Linked DNA regions of Mus musculus: region 2 is linked to region 1. The links are chromatin contacts, called in public Hi-C maps. All regions are on one chromosome and are shown on one strand. Each heading gives the region's core, a stretch centred on a gene start, on an enhancer-like site or on the middle of the called end of the contact. The rest is flanking DNA. Distances are from core to core; before and after follow the strand shown. Region 1 has its middle 43 kb from the start of 4930591A17Rik. Region 2 overlaps Cdh4 (cadherin 4).

What was found. A called contact is a pair of places that touch in the nucleus more often than the background predicts.
Region 2: a contact with region 1 is called in a Hi-C map of cerebral cortex, with 4 times the contacts expected there. The contact joins two enhancer-like sites. A contact is called at or near these places in 3 of 484 Hi-C or Micro-C datasets (cerebral cortex and embryonic stem cells).

Annotation. Positions count from the first base shown.
Region 1 is chr2:179,370,009-179,373,443 of GRCm38.p6, forward strand. No RefSeq gene overlaps it. Among named protein-coding and RNA genes, the nearest start is that of 4930591A17Rik, 43 kb to the right of the region's middle. Within about 2 kb of position 1,788, at least 3 of the 459 cell types and tissues checked have an H3K27ac peak or open chromatin away from gene starts, as enhancers often do. A contact at or near this core is called in cerebral cortex, where this site is marked.
Region 2 is chr2:179,867,902-179,871,482 of GRCm38.p6, forward strand. All of the region lies in intron 7 of Cdh4 (cadherin 4), which reads left to right. Among named protein-coding and RNA genes, the nearest start is that of Gm36066, 66 kb to the left of the region's middle. Within about 2 kb of position 2,155, at least 43 of the 459 cell types and tissues checked have an H3K27ac peak or open chromatin away from gene starts, as enhancers often do. A contact at or near this core is called in cerebral cortex, where this site is marked.

The DNA.
Region 1 (3,435 bases), core at 538-3,037:
TCCATACAGGTAGCAACTGGTACAAAGCCTGGGAACCTGGGGCTTTGCTTGGCTTCCCTAACAATATTTTAAATGACTTCAGTAATAAAAGACACGTTCAGGCAGCTTTGCCAGTCAGATCCTCTCTGTTTCTAGGTAACTGTCCAGGTCTTTTTTTTTTTAATCTATTTAGATTTACTTACTATATGTGTAGGTGTTGCCTGAGTGTATGCATGTCCACCAGGTCTGTACAGTACCATGGTTGTCAGAAAAGATCATTAGATTCCTTGAAACTGGAGTTATAGATGGTTATAAGCCACCATGTATGTACAGGGAGCCAACCCTAGGTCCTCTGCAATAGTAGCCAGTGCTCTGACCACTGACCCACCTCTCTAACCCCAGTTCCTAGGTCTTTAAAGCTCTTCCCTCCTTAGTGGAGTCTCTCCAATGCTTCCTACCTAGAAAATGGAACAGAACACCCAGGCATCACTTTTCTGAAGTTATTATGTGAAAGTCTAAAAACAAAAATTGTCACAGTAAGCACAGGTTTGGTGCTGGCTCCCTTGTCTTCTGCTTTCATATTTGGGGATAGAAGCCAAAATGGACTCCACTCCTTAAGGTTAAGGTCCAACTCCCTGGAAGAGATTCCAGGTCAGTCAAGAAAAATGATGGTTGCAGCCGCATCAAGACCCATCCAGGGATGAAAGGCAAGGCAGGCTGAGGTAGAGGGTCAGACACATGGGCAGAATACGATGCATGCTTCCTCCATAGCTTGGGGTCATTACCTAGAGGGAGGAAGAAACACACAGGTCAGAGGTCTGCAGGGCAAGCAAATGCAGCTCCCAAGGAGTCAGGTACAATTGCTGGGAGAAATGTACCCCAAATGTTAGCCATGAGGATTGGCGGGCAGCTGCTCCTCCCCACCTGTTGAGGAGGCCGAATGTGCATCTGCAGGATCTCAGCCTGGTGTTCCGAAGTAACTTTCCACTTATGTAAAATTAATAGGGAGTTCATTATGAAATCCATGTGACTCCTTATTAAACGCTTCCTGTCACTGGAAACAGAAGGTGGAGGCTCCTTAAGCTGGGGTTTTGTTGCCCTCTAGTGAGAGAGGTCAGCATTATATATGCAAAATTATCTTTGCCAATGCATAATTAATGCTAGGTGAGGGAGGGGGAAGGGAAGGACGCCCCAGCTGGCTGGTGAGGGTGTGTACAAACATGCTCAAGAGTATCCCAGTTTCTCCCTCTCCTGGCCCATCCCCCAGCTCGACTCAGGTAACATATGGAAGACACCCCTCGCTCCCGTCACTTCCGTTCCTTGGCAGGGAAGTTTAGTTTTATATGGCTATCAACAGGCAAAGATCCAAGCATAAGGAGTAAATCAACAGAGCTGATCCGAGACACAGAGCCTTAATGCATAAGTATATATTTAATGTGTCTGCTGAAAGAATGTCTAATTACCCTGTCATTGAACAAAGCGTATGTTCAGCCGTGATAAATTACGCCATCTTTTACTTCTGCAAAACATATTGAGACTCCCCAGAGCCGCAGAGAGATCTCTGTCCCATCTTCTCAGCAGGACTAGTGATGCCCAGACCAAAGCAGGAGCGGGGAAGAGAGAGAGCTGTAGACAGCCCAAACCCTGGCTTTCAGCCCCCCAGTGGTCGATCACGTGGGCAAGCATCAAGCCATCTCCGAGTGGCCAGTCTGCTTCAGTGTGGGCTGCATCACTCTCTGTTGTCAGCGGCTTCCCAGAATCTATCATCTGCTATTCTGAACCATCCACGAGAGGAGGCTGCATTCCAGCCTCCAGAGAAGCCAATGGAGCTTCCAGAAAAGGCAAAGGGAATCCCCAACACAGCACCCCGTGATCTCTCCAGTGCAAGCTCAGGCTGACATCTTTCCAAGACTTAGTCATAGTTGTGCCTCTGACTCCAACCAGTGATAAGATTCAGTCACCATCAGAGATGGGGTCCCTGGGGATTGAACAATCCTAAATGGAATTGCAGAGAGCCAGTTAGTATCCCTCTTGGCTGCATAAAGAGACTAGCTTTGGAAGGTGCTAGGAATGTGGTCCAGCCTGTCATGAAAGCATGAGGTTGACCTAGAGGTCAGCACTGCAAAGGATTGATGTCCAGTGCATGCTGAGGATGCTGGGTGCACCATCTCTGGTGCAGTCATCCAACCTGACCATCTCAGTAGGCAGGGGGTCTCCTACTCATGCCTGTCTCTGTCCCCCTCCATCTTCCCTGATGCTTCTTCCCCTAGTCACCTTATACCTTCTCCCTTAGACACTTGCCATCATGGCTTGCCACAAGCCCAACACCTGAATTGGTCATCTCCATCATTCAATGGCAGAGTGGAAGCTGTGTCTGCCCCGTAACTTGGGCAGGACCCTGTCCTGTCCTTCGACAGGAAGAGTGAACACAGGTCTGCCCCACCGTGGATCCTTTCCTGAGAGGATGCTCAGAGCAGCAGTCGGCCGCCTCGTTGGCAACTGTATTTCTTATTTCTTTGATTATGTTTGAAATAGCACTTTTATTTACCGACGCGGAAGAAAAGGCTTTTCTGTGATGCCTCCATCGTGTGTAAAATATATAGCTAGTAACACAGCCCGTTTATTTGCTTTACTGGATTGAGATCTATAGATGGAAGGGCAAATGAAAAATAAAGATAAAAATCTATTTCTGATACCAGATTGGCTCTAAAATGTCAAAGTTTTCTTTATTACTTTAGTAGCTATGTATCGTTATTTATCTTTCTTGGTTTGTTTTCAAAGGCTCACAGGCTGGCTGGATGCTGTTTCCATGTGTGCCCTGGGCTTTCTTTGCTGCTGTTGGTCTTTTATAGAAGTTGGAGGAAGCTCTGGATTCCAGACACGACATGGCCATTGTCATCTTGAAATCAGAGCGCTATTGTGAGACCCTCAGAAGATGAGACCCTCACAAGGCCAGGCCTGTTAACATGGCTCCACAGAAACAGTGGATTCATCAGACCCTTAGCTGGAGGTTCAACCCACTCCCTGCTCCTGCATGTGCTCATGGAAGGCACTAGAGTGTAAGAGAGAGATGGAATTCTACTGGGACTTCAGTCACAGTCATAACACTTTTGTGACTTGTCATCTGCATGGGGTGGCTTTAGGGTAACTCATGCTTCTAAATGTGAGCCCAATAAATTAAGGGGTTCACCAGCCTAGACTCAGGTAAAATCATGTCTTTATTCTGCTGTCGCTTTCATCATCTGAAGTGGATACAAATAGGTTCCCCAGGAAAAATATCAGAACAGCCTCCTAAGACAATGAGAAAGGGACCAGAAATCCCAGCGAAGACAAGCACAGGCCAGCCTGGGAGTCAACACAGGCACGCTGACCCACCACACTTTAACTATTATCAAGAACTCTCTGGGCACCCCCATCATTTACAGTAGCAAGCCATCCATGGACAACACTAAAGCC
Region 2 (3,581 bases), core at 905-3,404, 500 kb after region 1:
TAGTAGGCAAGGACATCTGTATGGGGATTTCCAAGCGGCCTCTTCCACAGCATTTCCAGAGCTTTCCAGACAACACCTCCCTACAACCTTTGCTTGGCAGCAACTCAGGAGAAACAAGGCCAGAGAAAGCAGGACACTGCCCTTCCTTTTCCAAAGATGGAAACAAAACCCCAGACCCTGTCTCAGCTACCTTCCCAGCTCCACTCGGGACAAAAGCATCAGGACCAGGACAAAACCAAACCAACCCCGGGGACCCAGCAACCTGGCACTGGTCCCTTACACTGTTCCTCCCAGCCAGCACTGAGGTCCAGCCACAGCCTGCTCAGAGAGCCTGAAAGGGCCCTGAAACATGGCCCAAGCACTCAGGAAACTAGCAGGATCTGAGCCTGCTGTGTCCAGGGTGATTCTGGCCAGGCTGAAAAGGAGCCCTGGAGAGCCAAGGGCAGGTGTCAGCCAGGAGCGCAGGGGTGGAGGGGGCAGAGGAAGCTGGAATGGAATGCTAGCAGCACCTACTCCTGTTAGGAGCTCTGCAGGACGGACCCTCAGGGCTGTGCCCTGCTTCCCCTCCTAGAGCTCTCCCACACTCCATTCACTGCACTTCTTATTCGGGAGAGCCCCATACTTTCTGCTCTTGCCTATTTTCCTCTCCTCTGACTTCTTCCTTCAAGGGCTACCAGAAGTGGCCTTCAAAGGCATGGGGTCAAAGAGTCCACCATGGAGGCCAAGCGAAGAGATAGGAATGCCCATGGTGTGACCGTCATTAACCTTTAAGTATGAAGGGATGGTGACAAATCAGACAGGTTGGTCTCAGTCCCCAGATCAGGGTCTTCCTGGGCTCTGACAAGCAGCAGGACAGAGCGTAGCTTAGCTCAGGATCACCCAGTCACAGCCCACAAGCCAAGTCCAACCCTGTAGATGGGTACAGGGAGGTGTGTGTGGCTATGTGCCTGCGTGGTAAGTTGTGCCGACACATACAGGGTTACTCCATCGGTCCGGACACTGAGACCTTTCCTTGATTCCCTGTGGCATTCATCAGACGTAGGATGCAGAGTAGCCAGAGCATCCCCAGACAGTCCACATCACCTGTTGCAGCAGAGCCTTCTCCTTCCATGTAAAGACTTCACAGCACCACTTGTTCAGATCTGAGGTCTCAGACAGGCAGCCAGAGACAACAACCACAGCCACAGATGGAAACTGTATCTGTTGGTTATCTCTAAACTTTGTCAGTGTTTAACCAGGAGGCTTTGTACACAAATCCTCTAGATCCTTCCACAGCACAGGCTCTCACCTCCCTGCATGCTTCTCTGGAGGGACTGGGAGGCCAGGAACTGCCTGAGCCCAAGTGTCTACAACCTCTGTGTGCATGTGCGCACACGTGTGTGCACACACACACACCACACACTCTTGCAGGTGCGTGCACACACATGTGCACATTACCTCCCCCAAGGCCTTAGTACAAACCATTCCCTCTGCCGGCCATAGACCTCTCCAAGCATATTAAGAGGAGATGGTAAATTCAGTTAGCACTCCATGCCTACCACATGCTCTATCCATGTGCACAGAACGTGCCATTATCTGAAGTGACTGTTTTCCCTTATTTATTGCCTGCTTCCTTCCTCGGAGCCCTGCATCTCAAACAATGTCCCCCTTGGGACACTACTACACTGCTGGTATCTGTGATTGGCTCCTAGCACCCATGGGCAGAGTCTATGGATACTGCCCAGTGCCCACATAGAGCATTGGATATTCAGCAACAGAGCGTGATCTGCCCACAGATGTCAATGATCCTCATTTGGAATGAGCTGTCCTAGAGTCAACCTTGGAAAGATAGGAACCCCAAGGGTGGGTAATCCACACCCTCCAGGAGGACAAGAGGAAAGTGAAAGGGGGCAGTATGCAGCCTGTGGTTTGAGTCAGCATCCCCGGGGAAGCATGTGAGAGCCAGAGGGGTTGCCAGAAAGGGCTGAGAAGGAGCCTGGATTCCTCAGCCCTCCCTGCTTCAAGCAGGGACATTTCTGACACTCCAGGCTCCTTCCGTTGTGATGGGTGGTTCTTCATGAAGAAGAGCGGTAGACAGGCAGCATGGCTGAGAGCAGAGCAGAGCAGCTGACTCCACCCTGTGCCAAGCCTGAGGCTTGCTAGGCTGCTGGCTCCCCACAGGCAGCAGCAGTAGAGAGGAGGGGCTGTGTGCACCCCACTGAGAGGAGCTGCATTCTCTTCTGCTTGATGCAGCAGAAAGAGCTGCTGGCTGGAAAGAAATAGGAGGGAAGCCCACTCATGTGTCATAAAGGCAGCACCAGGAGCAGGTGGCAGGTCTAGGCAGTAGGAGCCCCTGAGTGGTTCTGTAGCTCACTACCACCACCACCACCACCACCACCCCCACCACCCCCAGACAGTGGCATCACCACCCTAGCCACCCCAGGCCCGCAGCAAGCAATGCTAAAGTTTGAGCAAGAAATACATCCTTTGGCTCAGCAACTAGAAGCTTCAGGCAGGACGGAGTTTAAAGATTTATTTTTATTGTTTTTTTTTTAATTATGTGGTTTTGTGTGTGTGTGTGTATATGTGTGTGTGTGTGTGTGTGTGTGTGTGTGTGTGTGTGTGTAAGAGAGAGAGAGAAAAAAAGACAGAGACCGAGAGACAGAGAAAGAGACAGGGAGACAGAGAAAGAGAACAGAGACAGAGAGACAGAGAAAGAGACAGAGAGAAACAGAGAGAGAGAAAGAACCCAAAGTGAGTACAAGCACACATTGGCCAGATGAGATAATCAAACTGGAAGAATCATACTCAGGTCCTCTGAAAGGGCAGTACACGTGTCAAACCACTGAGCCATAGTCTCCAGTGAGGATGCTCGGGAAGCCCGAATCTCAGGGACTAGGATAGTGAGTGGAGGTTTGCCCAAGACACAGGCCTTCTGTGACCACCTTTATAGGAGCTCTGCTGGCAGCCTTGGCTCTGCACTTAGATAACTTCTTGGTGCTGGGTCATCATCAAGCGTCCACCTGGGCATCCGGTGAGGTGGGCACATCTCCCCTACTCAACCTCAGGCAAGGGAAGTCTCAGCAGTGGGACATGGCAGAGCACTCTGCCACACCGTGGGACACCGCTGCTGGGGCCCAGTGGTCTGTGCATGCTTGCATCACCTTATCCTGACACTGGGTGCAGAAGAATAGAGCAACCTTCGGACAGGCAGGAATGCTCTGTGATGGGGTTCAGCCTGCTGAGGCCCTATGGAACCCTGGGAACTCCAACTGTATCTCCCAGCAGCCCAGCAACCATGGAGAACAGTGAGCACACAGTCCCCTTGGGCTCCCGGAGATAGAGTGGCTAATGAGAGCAGTGTTGTACAGCCCTTTCCACAATGTCCCAAAGCCAAGGCTTGCAGCCTGCAATGGTTTCCACAGGCAGCAGCGGTACAGGGGAAGGAAGGCACGCAGCCCACTGAGGAGAGCTGTGTTTTCTCAGGGACAGTCTAGTGCCAGCACCTTAAGCTGTGGTACACACACTGTGAAATTCACCTACATACTGTACTCAGTTCACCCAGGGTTACACCTACCTCACTCCTGGGCACTTTCATCACC